Linked DNA regions of Gossypium arboreum: region 2 is linked to region 1. Evidence: chromatin contacts called from public Hi-C data. All regions are on one chromosome and are shown on one strand. Each heading gives the region's core, a stretch centred on a gene start, on an enhancer-like site or on the middle of the called end of the contact. The rest is flanking DNA. Distances are from core to core; before and after follow the strand shown. Region 1 has its middle 25 kb from the start of LOC128279672. Region 2 holds the start of LOC108473860 (rab GTPase-activating protein 22-like).

What was found. A called contact is a pair of places that touch in the nucleus more often than the background predicts.
Region 2: a Hi-C map of leaf shows a contact between it and region 1, with 3 times the contacts expected there. The contact joins the promoter of LOC108473860 here to the enhancer-like site in region 1. A contact is called at or near these places in 2 of 5 Hi-C or Micro-C datasets (both in leaf).

The regions. Positions count from the first base shown.
Region 1 is chr8:61,150,744-61,156,499 of ASM2569848v2, forward strand. No RefSeq gene overlaps it. Among protein-coding and RNA genes, the nearest start is that of LOC128279672, 25 kb to the right of the region's middle. Within about 2 kb of position 3,583, at least 2 of the 2 cell types and tissues checked have an H3K27ac peak or open chromatin away from gene starts, as enhancers often do. A contact at or near this core is called in leaf, where this site is marked.
Region 2 is chr8:61,299,307-61,305,062 of ASM2569848v2, forward strand. LOC108473860 (rab GTPase-activating protein 22-like) reads left to right here and starts at 3,343. Exons shown (of 6, transcript XM_017775654.2): 1 at 3,343-3,943; 2 at 4,056-4,220; 3 at 5,348-5,483; 4 at 5,574-5,623. The coding sequence starts at 3,780. LOC128296611 reads left to right here. Exons shown (of 5, transcript XM_053032044.1): 1 at 1-55; 2 at 134-334; 3 at 415-507; 4 at 585-686; 5 at 1,122-1,208. The coding sequence starts at 14. The coding sequence ends at 1,208.

The DNA of each region.
Region 1 (5,756 bases), core at 2,333-4,832:
TACGAAACTTTCAAACATACATGGCATCATGTTGTAAACACATAAAATAATATTAAAGTAATTTTTTGACATCGAATTTGTGGTTCCGAAACTACTGTTTCGATTTAGCCAAAACCGGACTGTTACAGGTTGGTTAAGGCTTCATATAGAAAAATTTAAGGAAGATTATTACCTAATGTGGTTCTCTATGTGTCCCAAGACGATGAGGTACAAACCCATCATAAATAATCTCATATATGGCATGAAATATATCTTTTATCCTCAAATATGGTAACTTAACCACACTTCTTCATTTCAAAGTCCTCGACTAAAATCCATGATAAATAATCTAATATAATTGCTGCTCAATATCCTCGAAGTGATATAAAAAGATACTCACACAATTTGCATCAAAATCTGTCAACACATATAACAAATTATACAACCGCCCAGTTTCAAAGTGAGTTAGATTGTCTAAATGACGCTAACAGCTTCTCTATTTAATGGTTTATCATATAGGAATTTGCACACCACTCAATTACTAGGCACTTCCTCATCTTTCCCTTGGCCTATATTTTCGTTGTTAATTTTATTTACAATATGAAGTGGTATAATAAAATTGCTTGGGACGTTGGCATAGTGTAATATGTATTAGTTGGTATAAATATGATTGTTTGGTGGCATTGTTTTTAATGGGTTTGCTGCGGGAAATTGTTGTTGGTAGCAGTGTTCGACTGTTTTTGGTCTTTGCATTAGAACTAATTATGCGAGTGTTTGATCGAGATTTTGTGGTATATAAAAGCAATTACGTCATTGCGATGGAACTTTTTACATGCCTCTGTTGATTTTTTGTTATTTCTTTATTCTGGTAGTAAAGTGTCAAATTGGTAACATCCTGCCTTAGTAATTGATTTAATTTCACTTTTAAATTCTAATTTGGTGAAACATTGGCCTGAGACTTGGTGAATGTTGTGTTTATGTATTGTTTTAATCATTTGCACATTGATCTCATTGTTATGAAATTGCGTTGTTTTCGTTGTTATGAATTTATTGTTATATAAAATAAGTTTTTTTAACTTCCTTTTATTATGATTTCATTGGAAACTGACATCAAGCATTTCCTTTATGTTAAAGGAAATTGAGAGTGGTCACTCTATAGAAGGACTCAAAATTTTCAAAATTACGCTTAAGAAGTAGGAAAGTTTTATACATGAGAGGTGCAAAATATTGTGGTACACAGGATATTTATTATTTATTAATTACATGTAAATTTAAATTCAATTTTTGTTTTACTTCCGTTGTGTACTTCGATTTGTAGGAGAAAGCAGATTAAATTTTTTCTAAGTCCACTACAGTACCGGAAGGGACATCATTTAATGAAGAAGAAATTGAAGATAGAATTGTTGTTAGAGTAGTTCGATAGGGAAAGGAATGGACGCGTTTAACATATTGAATTAGGTTCGACGGTAACTGAATACTTGGAAGGTAACTCTTAGCGTTATGTTCTTCACAAGAAACATAGAGAAAAGAAGCGATGAACTTGAGTTATGACAAGGATGCGACTAGACTTGATATGACTAAGTTGGGGAGTCAGGTTACGTGATTTGATCGTAATTTTTTTAGGGAAAGTTTGCATCAGTGTCCTTGTTCTTTCTAATAATTTAAGGGTTTGGGATCACAGTGTAATGTAGTGCGGTGCGGTACATTTAGCTAATTTTTTATCTCACGTTATAGTATCACTACAGTATCTAATTTCACCATTATTACTGTTTTTACACTAATCGCAAATAAACACACCGTCTATCTAAACTCACTCTTAATCCGCGAAATGAGTCACTAGTTGAGGTAGCCTTGTTTGCTGCGAAATCCACATATGACGAGATAATTATGTATAACAAATATAAATAAATGGGTTATTATTTGGATTGTTCATGGTACCATACACCTGCTGGGAAATCGTCATCAAACCAAAATAACTGATACAGGCATACTCCACTCAGCACCTTTTTCTTTTTTCTTTTTTTGAATTTTTTGAATTTTTTACTTCAACCCTCGTTAAAATAAAAATAGCAGTGCCCATGCCCAAATTGGTTGTGATTTTTCTCTTTAAATATGGAAACCTGCAAAAATAAAAATGGTTAAGGGTCTCGGAGTTGGTACTTTAGCACAAGTTTCAACACTTAAGGCAGCCATTACTTCAAAGAGACAACGTAGATAAATGAATGAAGTAAAGGGAATAGCTCCATTCCTTGTACAAGCTCCCACCTTAAATACAAAACATATATGTAGCGTAATTACTAAAGTACCATTTACGATATGTTAAGAGTAATAACTTCAATTCTTATTAAAATAAAATAATTCTTAATAAGTAATATATTGGACTGGGACGACTATTTTGGTAGTGCATTATTTCTATTAGATGTTAATTAGAATACGATTTTCTAAATCTATAAATAGATGTAGTTTATATTCCTCGACATAGTAGATTTTTTTTTCTACCAATGATTTTTTCCCGCATAAAATTTGTGTGTTCTATTTTTCTTTTTCTTTTTTTTTACGATACATTAGCATTGTCAACATTCTATTTTAACATTATCATATAGATATAAGAAGTAGGGGTAAACAAAATCTAATTCGATTCGAAAAACTCGATAAAAAATTTAATTTTTGAATTAAATAGTTCGAGTTATTTGAGTTAATCAAGTTATTCGGATCAACTTGAATAAAAAATTAAGTTTTTTTGTTTAACTCAAACATGAATTACACAATTCGAATTATCTAAAAATCTGAATAAGAAAAGGCAAAACTATATCGTTTTGATAAATATTTACCTTTTCTAAAGTTAAAAGTCAAAATTATTAACTTATTAAGTTAAAATGTAAAACAATTATATTGTTTATGTAGTTAAATAATCTTATACTTCGTCTACTAATTAAATAATCGGTCCTTATAAACGTAACATTGAGTATAAATAATATAATTCGTTAATTCGACTCGACTTAACTTGAAATTTTTTCACTCGATTCGATTCGATTTGAAAAAAATCCAAATTGAATTCGGTTACTAAAATATGATTTATCAACTCGACTAACTTAAATTTTTTTAACTCGATTCGACTCGACTCAGTTAAATATTTACCGCTAATAAGAAGCAGAACATGTGCTGTTTTGTAGGGATGCTTTCGTAAGTTGATGTTTTGATGGTGGAATCATGGAAGGATAATGCTTTTGTTGGTGCTGCAGCAGCAATTTTAAATTACGCTTTGGCCTTTGCCACTTGCCATTTGCAATAAATTAAGTAGTAAGAAATTTGGCGTCGATTGCTTCTCTCAAGCACGTGACTCGAAATTTTGGAATGCCTTACGTCTCACTATCAACAAATCTCTCTTTTATTATTTACACACCTTAGCTATTTGTGTATCCGAATGATGCTATTTGTATGAGGTTTGGTATCTTTCCCTTTCTTGCAATTTAAATTGGTTTTGGGGTTCCAAAACTTGTCTTGGCTTTGAAGCAATGGATGTTCATTGCTCATTGCCCCTTGCTGAACTCTAAGAGGATAAAACATATGTATCATCCCTTTTATATATATAAACAGAAATCTACCCTTGTTTTCAGGGTATCAATGTTCAAATGTATGAAATTATTAGGTTAACCCTACTTTGAAGTTCAATCACTGTCAAAATATTAACATGAGATGATGAAAATTAGTGTAAAAGCAAAACAAAAACCTAGCAAGCATGGTTAATAAAAAATAATGATGATGCTTGAGCGCATGCTTTAATGCAAAGGTCAGACTCTTGGCACTTGGGGAGTTGTCACTGTCCCATGGAAACTAGAGCTCATTTTATTCCCCTTGTAACTCCCTTTCATTATTGTGATAGTAGGTATGTAATTGAAAAGGTTCCAGCAAAGGGGGGCCATTCATTCATAAGTAAAAATTGATTATGTCAGTGATATGTTAAGTTCCTTCTTCACGATGCTGTCATTAGATGTGGCAGGCTTGCAGCTTGCATTGAAATCTTTGGTTTTTGAAGAATTTTATATTTGGGCTAAGTCGGTTGTTGATGAGAATAGAGGTGAGTATTTGATTTAATTGAATTGAATTGAATGAAAGAATTTTAAATAGATTGAGTTGATAAATTATATTTTATCATTTTAATTTAATTTAAATTTTTTCGAATAGAATTGAGTGAGATAAAATTCAATTAAATCGAATGTATTTGTTCAAGTTAAATTAAAAAATAAATTTAGGTCTTTGTAGTCATTACCAACTACCGTAATTGAATTTGCCCACTATAATTAAATTTATTATTAACTTTCATCTTCTCATAATTTTACATACATTTTAACTTATTTTAAAATTAAAAATATATTAAATGTAAAAACATGAAATTTTAATAAAATTTATTTTAAATACAAAATATGAAATAAATATCAAAAGAAAATTTTAACATAAATATTTTTTCACATCTTTAATAATTTAATTTTAACAAAATTGATAAAGATTGGGGTGATTAAATAATTTAATAATATAAATAGTAGATATAAATTAAAAAAATTGAGGTTCGGGAAAATGAAAGTTGAGAGTTTGTGAAAAATAAATTTTTGAAAGGAAAGTGAAAATATTAAGGAGAAAGTAAAAGAAAAAATTTTTGGGGGTTTGAAGAAACTAAATTTTTTTAGAGGAAATAAAAGAATTAGGAAGAAAATAAAAGAAAAAAATTTGGGTAGTAAAATTTTTAGGAAAAGTAAAAAGATTTGAGAGGAGAAAAAAATTTAAATTAATTCAACTGAAAAATCCAAATTTTAAATTTTTTTCAATTTTTAATTAAATCGAATTTTTATACTAGCTGAAAATGAAAAGAAAAAACTGGGGCACGCTGTATTCTTGGAGTTTGTGATGTTAACCTATTCATTCATTGGGGGTACCTACTCTAGTTATAGTTAAAGACAAAATCAGATCTATGGATTATAGTATAATAAGTCAAAGCACGTTAACAACTCTATCTTCATCACATATTTTCCCTATTTGTAAGCATCCCATGGAGGGTATTATTCCTATCCCCTAAATTTGTTAATGCTTTCCTTTTCAATTTAGGGACGAATATCGAGTATGTGAAATTTGATATTTTAATAATTTAATTATTATGTCTTATTCATGTTAAATTTAAAGTATTTTAAAAAAATTACCTATATATTTTATGAAAAAAATCTTTTAATCATTAAACATATTAATATAAATAATATTTTAAATTAATATGATAGAGAAATTAAATTAATTAAAAATTTATATGTATAATAAATATAATTATATTAATAAATTCAACCATAAATAAAATTTTAAAAGTATATAAAATTATATTAATTTTATATCAGTATAAATGAATCTCGTATTATATCAATATATCAATTTTATCATATATATATATATATATATATATATATATATGAAGGTGACACATTAAAAATTTAATTATTTAAAATTGTTTTAAAGAGTTTTTAACGAAGTGTTGGGTTTATACCTTGGCACGAATCCGATGTACCTCGACCAAAGACAAACATTTAATCTAAGGAGGTGCTAATGCAAGTGAGGGTCGATCTCAAAATAAAGTAAAAATTTTAATTCAATTTTAACTTTCTAAAAAAAAATTCCTTCTCACAGCTAGCCTGACCTTTGTATGAGAAAACAAATGGCAGGGTACCCAAATAAAATAGCCCTGGTCCTCCTCTATCATTTGCAACAATTTTGTACTTAACGTTTTCCACCATTCAACT
Region 2 (5,756 bases), core at 2,093-4,592, 150 kb after region 1:
ATCATGGCATAACATGCCTGATAGCAATAAAAATCAAGCTCTCTCTAATATTAAGGTAACAAAACGTTAATGTAATTATAATACTTTGGTTTAAGTTTCATTTATATTTACTTCCTAAACTTGTGTTTTTTAGGATAGGTTTGCTTTAGAGGTCTCTGATGCCTATATCAAGAAGGCATTGGGTAAAAAATGGAGAGACAATAAAAGCATTTTGAAAAAAGAATATTTTAAAAAACCCATAAGCCTCGAAGAAAAATTGCAAAATGTCCCACCGAGAATGCTGAGGTACCAATGGGAAGATGCGGTTCGATTTTGGAATTCGAAGAAAGGAGAGGTATTATGTACTTGCAAACTCTTATAAATTTTTCGGTTTATAGCATTTACTATATACGTAATAATAATTTCATTATGTAGGACCGTGAGCGAGTTGGAACAAGCAGCAGGCAAAAACAAAAATTTACGCACACGGCAGGGTCGAAAAGTTTTGCTTGTGTAGCTCAGGCCGAGGTATTATGGATTTATTAAATCTATCAAGTATTAATAACTTTTTACTATTAAATAATATTTTTACTACTATATTGTAGGAAGCCTCGTCTGGTCAAAAAGTTGGACGCCTTCAACTTTTTGACATTACGCATAGGAAAAAAGATGGAACTCCGATGTCATATGAGGCTGCAAAAATTATGGTATATTTAGTTAATAAAAATTGATTCATTATAAATATTTATAATATTTAATTATAATGTTTTAATTCGTCGTTTTTATTAGTGTAATTTAAATAATGTTATGTTGTATTCCTTTTTATTGTATATTTCGTTTCTAACTCTTTAACTGATTTATTAGGAGAAACTAAAAGATAAGAAGGCAGAGTATGAAGCGACTGCTTCGACTGATAGTTCTGTTAATTTTGAGGATATTGATAATGTAATTATTAATGAAGTTTTGGGTTCGAAAGGTATGGTCGGGTTAGATTTCAAGGATCCGTGTTAACCCGACCCAATATTTTGGATCCACCTCGCACCAATACATGCCTTCCGGAGTCAAAGTCAAGTCAAGTTCGAGGTTAAAAGATCGATAGTTCGGATACAAGCTAGCACAGATGAGCAAATTTCTCAACTTAGAGCGGAGGCGGCCGAGGAGGCGGAGGCGTGGCGAGGAGGCGAGCGAGCAGGAAATACAATGAACTCCAAAGAAGACTTCATCTATGATGACTATGTTCTACCAATTTCAAAATCCGCCATCATAGACATTTGTTTTCTTGTAACTTTTAACATTACTTTAAGAATATTTTGAATATTCATTTACAATTTATATAATATATTTTTCGTATAATTTTGTATTATTTAAATTTACGTGTTTTGGTTGGATTTCATGGTATATTTGCTGTTTTTTATTGAATTTCTTGCAGGAGGGTTGGATATAGGTGCAAAAATACATATTGCAAAACTGGGAAAATTAGCGGCGTTTTTAAAAAAGCGCCGCTAAAAGTACATGTCTTTAGCGGCGTTTTTTATAAAAGCGCCGCTAAAAGTACAGGTCTCTAGCGGCGTTTTTTATAAAAGCGTCGCTAAAGGTCCTGGTTTCTAGCGGCTTTTTTTAAAAAAGCGCCGCTAAAGGTCCTGGTCTTTAGCGGCGTTTTTTATAAAAGCGCCGCTAAATGTCCTAATCTTTACCGGCGTTTTTTCTAAAAAACGCCGCTAATTTTTGTGGCGTTGCATATAGCGACGTTTTTTGCGGCGCTTGAGAAAGCGCCGCTAAAAGTATTAGCGGTGCTTAACAATGCCGCTAAAGGAAAAAAAAACGCCGCTAAAAGTCTGTTTTCCTGTAGTGAATCATGCCAAGTAGAAATGCATTTGTATCAATAAACTTCTGGTTTACTTTAACATGTGTTTCAATTGTACTAAATTGTAACAAATTAATAATTTTACTATCATTCATTTTACTTTGTATCCACATATAAGTGCTATTGTGACATTTACTATTGGAAATGTCTAAATCAATGTGAATATTATAATGTAACTAAGACAACAAAATAAATATAATTTCCAAACAATTATATGCAATATTCACTTCAGGGAATATGCCAAAATATTCAAATATCTAAAAAATATGCATCCAACTATAACGAGTTTTAGATAGAATTTTCATATTTTATTGCTCATAAATAGATCTTTCACAGTAAAAATTTTGCTTCCAACCCCTTAATGGGAATGATGACAAAAGCATATCACAAATATTATAAAATAAATATAAATTAATAACCCAATCCTCTCTTTTCATCCTTTCAAAATAGATATTTATAGGAATAGTGATTCATATGAAGTATAATATTTTCCTCATTCACAATCTCAATATAAGATCCATTATAAATATCTTTTAAAACCAATAGATTAATTATCATAAGATATTAATATATTAGCTTTTTGGAGCTTTCGACTAATTTTGTACTACCAAATATTGGAATAATATTTGTTTGTTTCAAGACTAAATAAGATAAATATTTTCTATCCGTAATGATAGAATTCATTACTACATTCTCATATCCTTCCTCAAAGAATATTAATAGAAACAAAATATTTGGGAAAACACCACATATATGGCCAAGAATCTTTTATATTACATTGATAACATAAGTTATCTTTACCCTTTGAAGAGTTATCTTGAGAACTCTTATTGTTCTCTTATTTATTATTATGTTCCTACTTTTAGTGGCCCATGATTATATCTTTTATTTTATTTTTTTATGTTTGCATTCACTTTAGAGAATGTAACAAATCTGGTAGGGCAGACTTCTAAACACATCTATTGATTTTTTATTTCATAATCACCATTGTAAACATACGTGATTTTAAATTAGAATCTATTCATTTATGTTGTCATGATTATTCTCCAATAATAATAAATATGATATAATAAATAAAATAATAAAATATACTAAAAGATTTTTAACATCATGGTCATCATCGTGATCCATTATTGAATCTTTCAACATCCCGAATATGAAGTCGTAAGAGTGAAAGTTTAAGATGAAAAAGGATTGGACTTTAAAAGAAAAAACTTTAAAAAAAATAGAAAATCATGGTACTAATAACGTGTTATAAAATAAATAGAGATGTGAATAATAAAAATAAAAAAATATGAAAGTAATAGATAATGAACTTTATTAATCAAAAGGAATAATTATAATGATTTATCGTAGTATCTATTTATAAGCATAAAAATATAAAAATAAAAATCTAATTTTAATAACTATTAAAATTTACAATAAGTGAAATTTGTATACGAAATTTAATAAACCGATTTTGGATTGATTGTGGTGGTGATGAAAATATATTTAACCCAAAATCAATTTGTATTTGGAAAAGGAATTAGGTCAAATGAAATTCAAAAAAGAAAAGGAGAAATAATAAATAATAAAGAAAGCGAGAAGGGACCAATACCTAACAGCGGAAATAATAAGCGTAGGTAGTAGAATCAATCTGAAATCAAATCTTTCAGTTTTAGAACTCTTTCTCTCTGAAAAGCTATGTAGTATGGAGTCTAGTCTAGATAGGCACATAACTCAAATACACCTTTCTTTCTCGATTCATTCATTGGGCGGGCGGCCGAATAAACCAAAACCCAATCAGGAAAACATAATAAAAGAAAGGAGCTGTTGAGATTTGAGAAAGCGAAGCAGTCAACAAAGCTAAAAAGAAAAAGAAAAACTCAGAGGAAGAAGTTAAAAGGACGGGGTAGGTCGGGCATCTTGATTTGGTTTCCTCCACCTCAAGCCTTCCATGCTCCCCTCAGCCAACAACAGCCCTACCGGAATCCACCACTTTGGCGGCGGCGGAGGAGGATTCTGGTCCGCTGTACCCATGCCGCCCTCCAAAACTACCGTCGCCGTTACTGCTGTTGCCGGCCTCGCTCTCTTTGCCGCCATTTTCTTCACCACTACTAGGTAAAAAGAAAATTCCTCCTCTCAATGCTTAACGGTAAAAGCAAATCTCCGAAACCCCTAGTACCGGTTCGTAGTAAGAGTAGTCGATAAGAATCAAATTCTAATAGATGAGAGCTCTTAGAAGAAGTCAGACTTCATCTTCATCTCCGAACTCACCTTCACCTTCACCCTCTTCGTCGTCGTCATCGTCATCGTCATCATCTTCGTGGATTCATTTGCGTTCGGTTCTATTCGTTGTTACCTCTTCTTCACCAGTTTCTTGTTCTTCCACTGATCGGTGAGTCCTCGTCCTCTTTCTTCTCCCTTTATCCCTAAACACTTACTCATTTAAGTAATCTCTTGTTAGATTTTCGATTCAGATCCCGATCTCCTCTCTCAATTCTTTCCCCTTTGTATAAGTTCGAAACTATTTGTTTCCTCGTTTGCCTTGCTTCCTTTTTTTTTTTCTTCTATATTCTTTCTACACCCCTTCAAACTTTTTCTCTTTTCGCTAATTACGGTTTCTGCTTCTTGTTTGTTAGTATTTCCAGTCATTATTGCTCCATTGTTTGGTTATAAATTTCAAATTCTAATATTTTCTTTGCTTTACTTATTTTTTTTGAATCTGTGTTAATGTGACTTGGCAACCTTATTTTTTTAACATATTTTTTTTATCGTTGACTAAGGTTGCCTTTAGACTGCTTCAATCTGCTAGGATTTTATTCATGATTATGACTTTCTAATGTTGATATATTTGAATATTAACACTCATAATCAACAGAAACTGATGGACTTCGAAAAAGAAAAAGAAATACTCTAGTTTTAAATAGATGAGAAAGTAGATTATGGTTCTCCCTTTTTCAATCAGCAGCTTGAAGTTATCCCTTTTAAAATTGGAAAATTAGAGGGAATCATATTCAGATGAGGAGTCCATTCCTCTCTTTTCTTCAACCCATATCCTGGCTTTCAACTGCTAAACTTTTTTTACAGTTTAAAATTTGGAAATTTCTCGGAACTCATTATACTGATCTTTGATAAGAGACATACTGGAGCTGGTGCCAAATTTCATATTTATCATATTACATAATTTGGCTGGCTAACCTCCTAAGCAAAATAGAATCGAACGTAAATCTTATCTTTCTGGTGGATGCTCGTTGGTGCAAGTCATTATTCTTTGCTCATGAGAGTTGGTATCTGGTGTAAAGCTTGATGAGGGAAGAGTAGATAACTTAGTGATGTTATGATGGTTACTGCAATAACACAATATCCTTTCTCTCAAACTTAGTAATGGTTTTTGTTTCCATGAACCTCATTATGTGAAACACAGAAAAAGATGCATTCATATCTATAAATTGGTTCTCTTAAATCACATGTCTTATTATTATTTTCTCATTTTCTATTTGCAAATTCATCCTTTTTTTTCAGTGGTCGGCTCAGATCACCCTGGTCTCGCTATAGAAAGAAACATGCCCTCTCACCTCAGCAGTGGAGAAGTTTGTTTACACCTGATGGTAGACTCCGGGATGGTGGAGTCAAGTTCTTGAAGAAAGTTCGCTGTAGAGTGAGTTACTGTCACAGCTAACCTGCTGATTTTCTCATTCAATTCTTTTGTTGTAATCAAAATGCTTAATCTTGTTCACCATTGGTGTAGGGTGTTGATCCAAGTATTAGGGCAGAGGTCTGGCCCTTCCTCCTTGGAGTGTAAGTGTACTGAACCTGTGTTACCCTTCTTGTTGTTGCTACTGCTTCTGTTGTTCTTTTACACCACCATGCCAAGACATCCCGGGAAGTTTCTACCTTTCCATGGAATAAGGGGAGAACATCTTGGCTATTC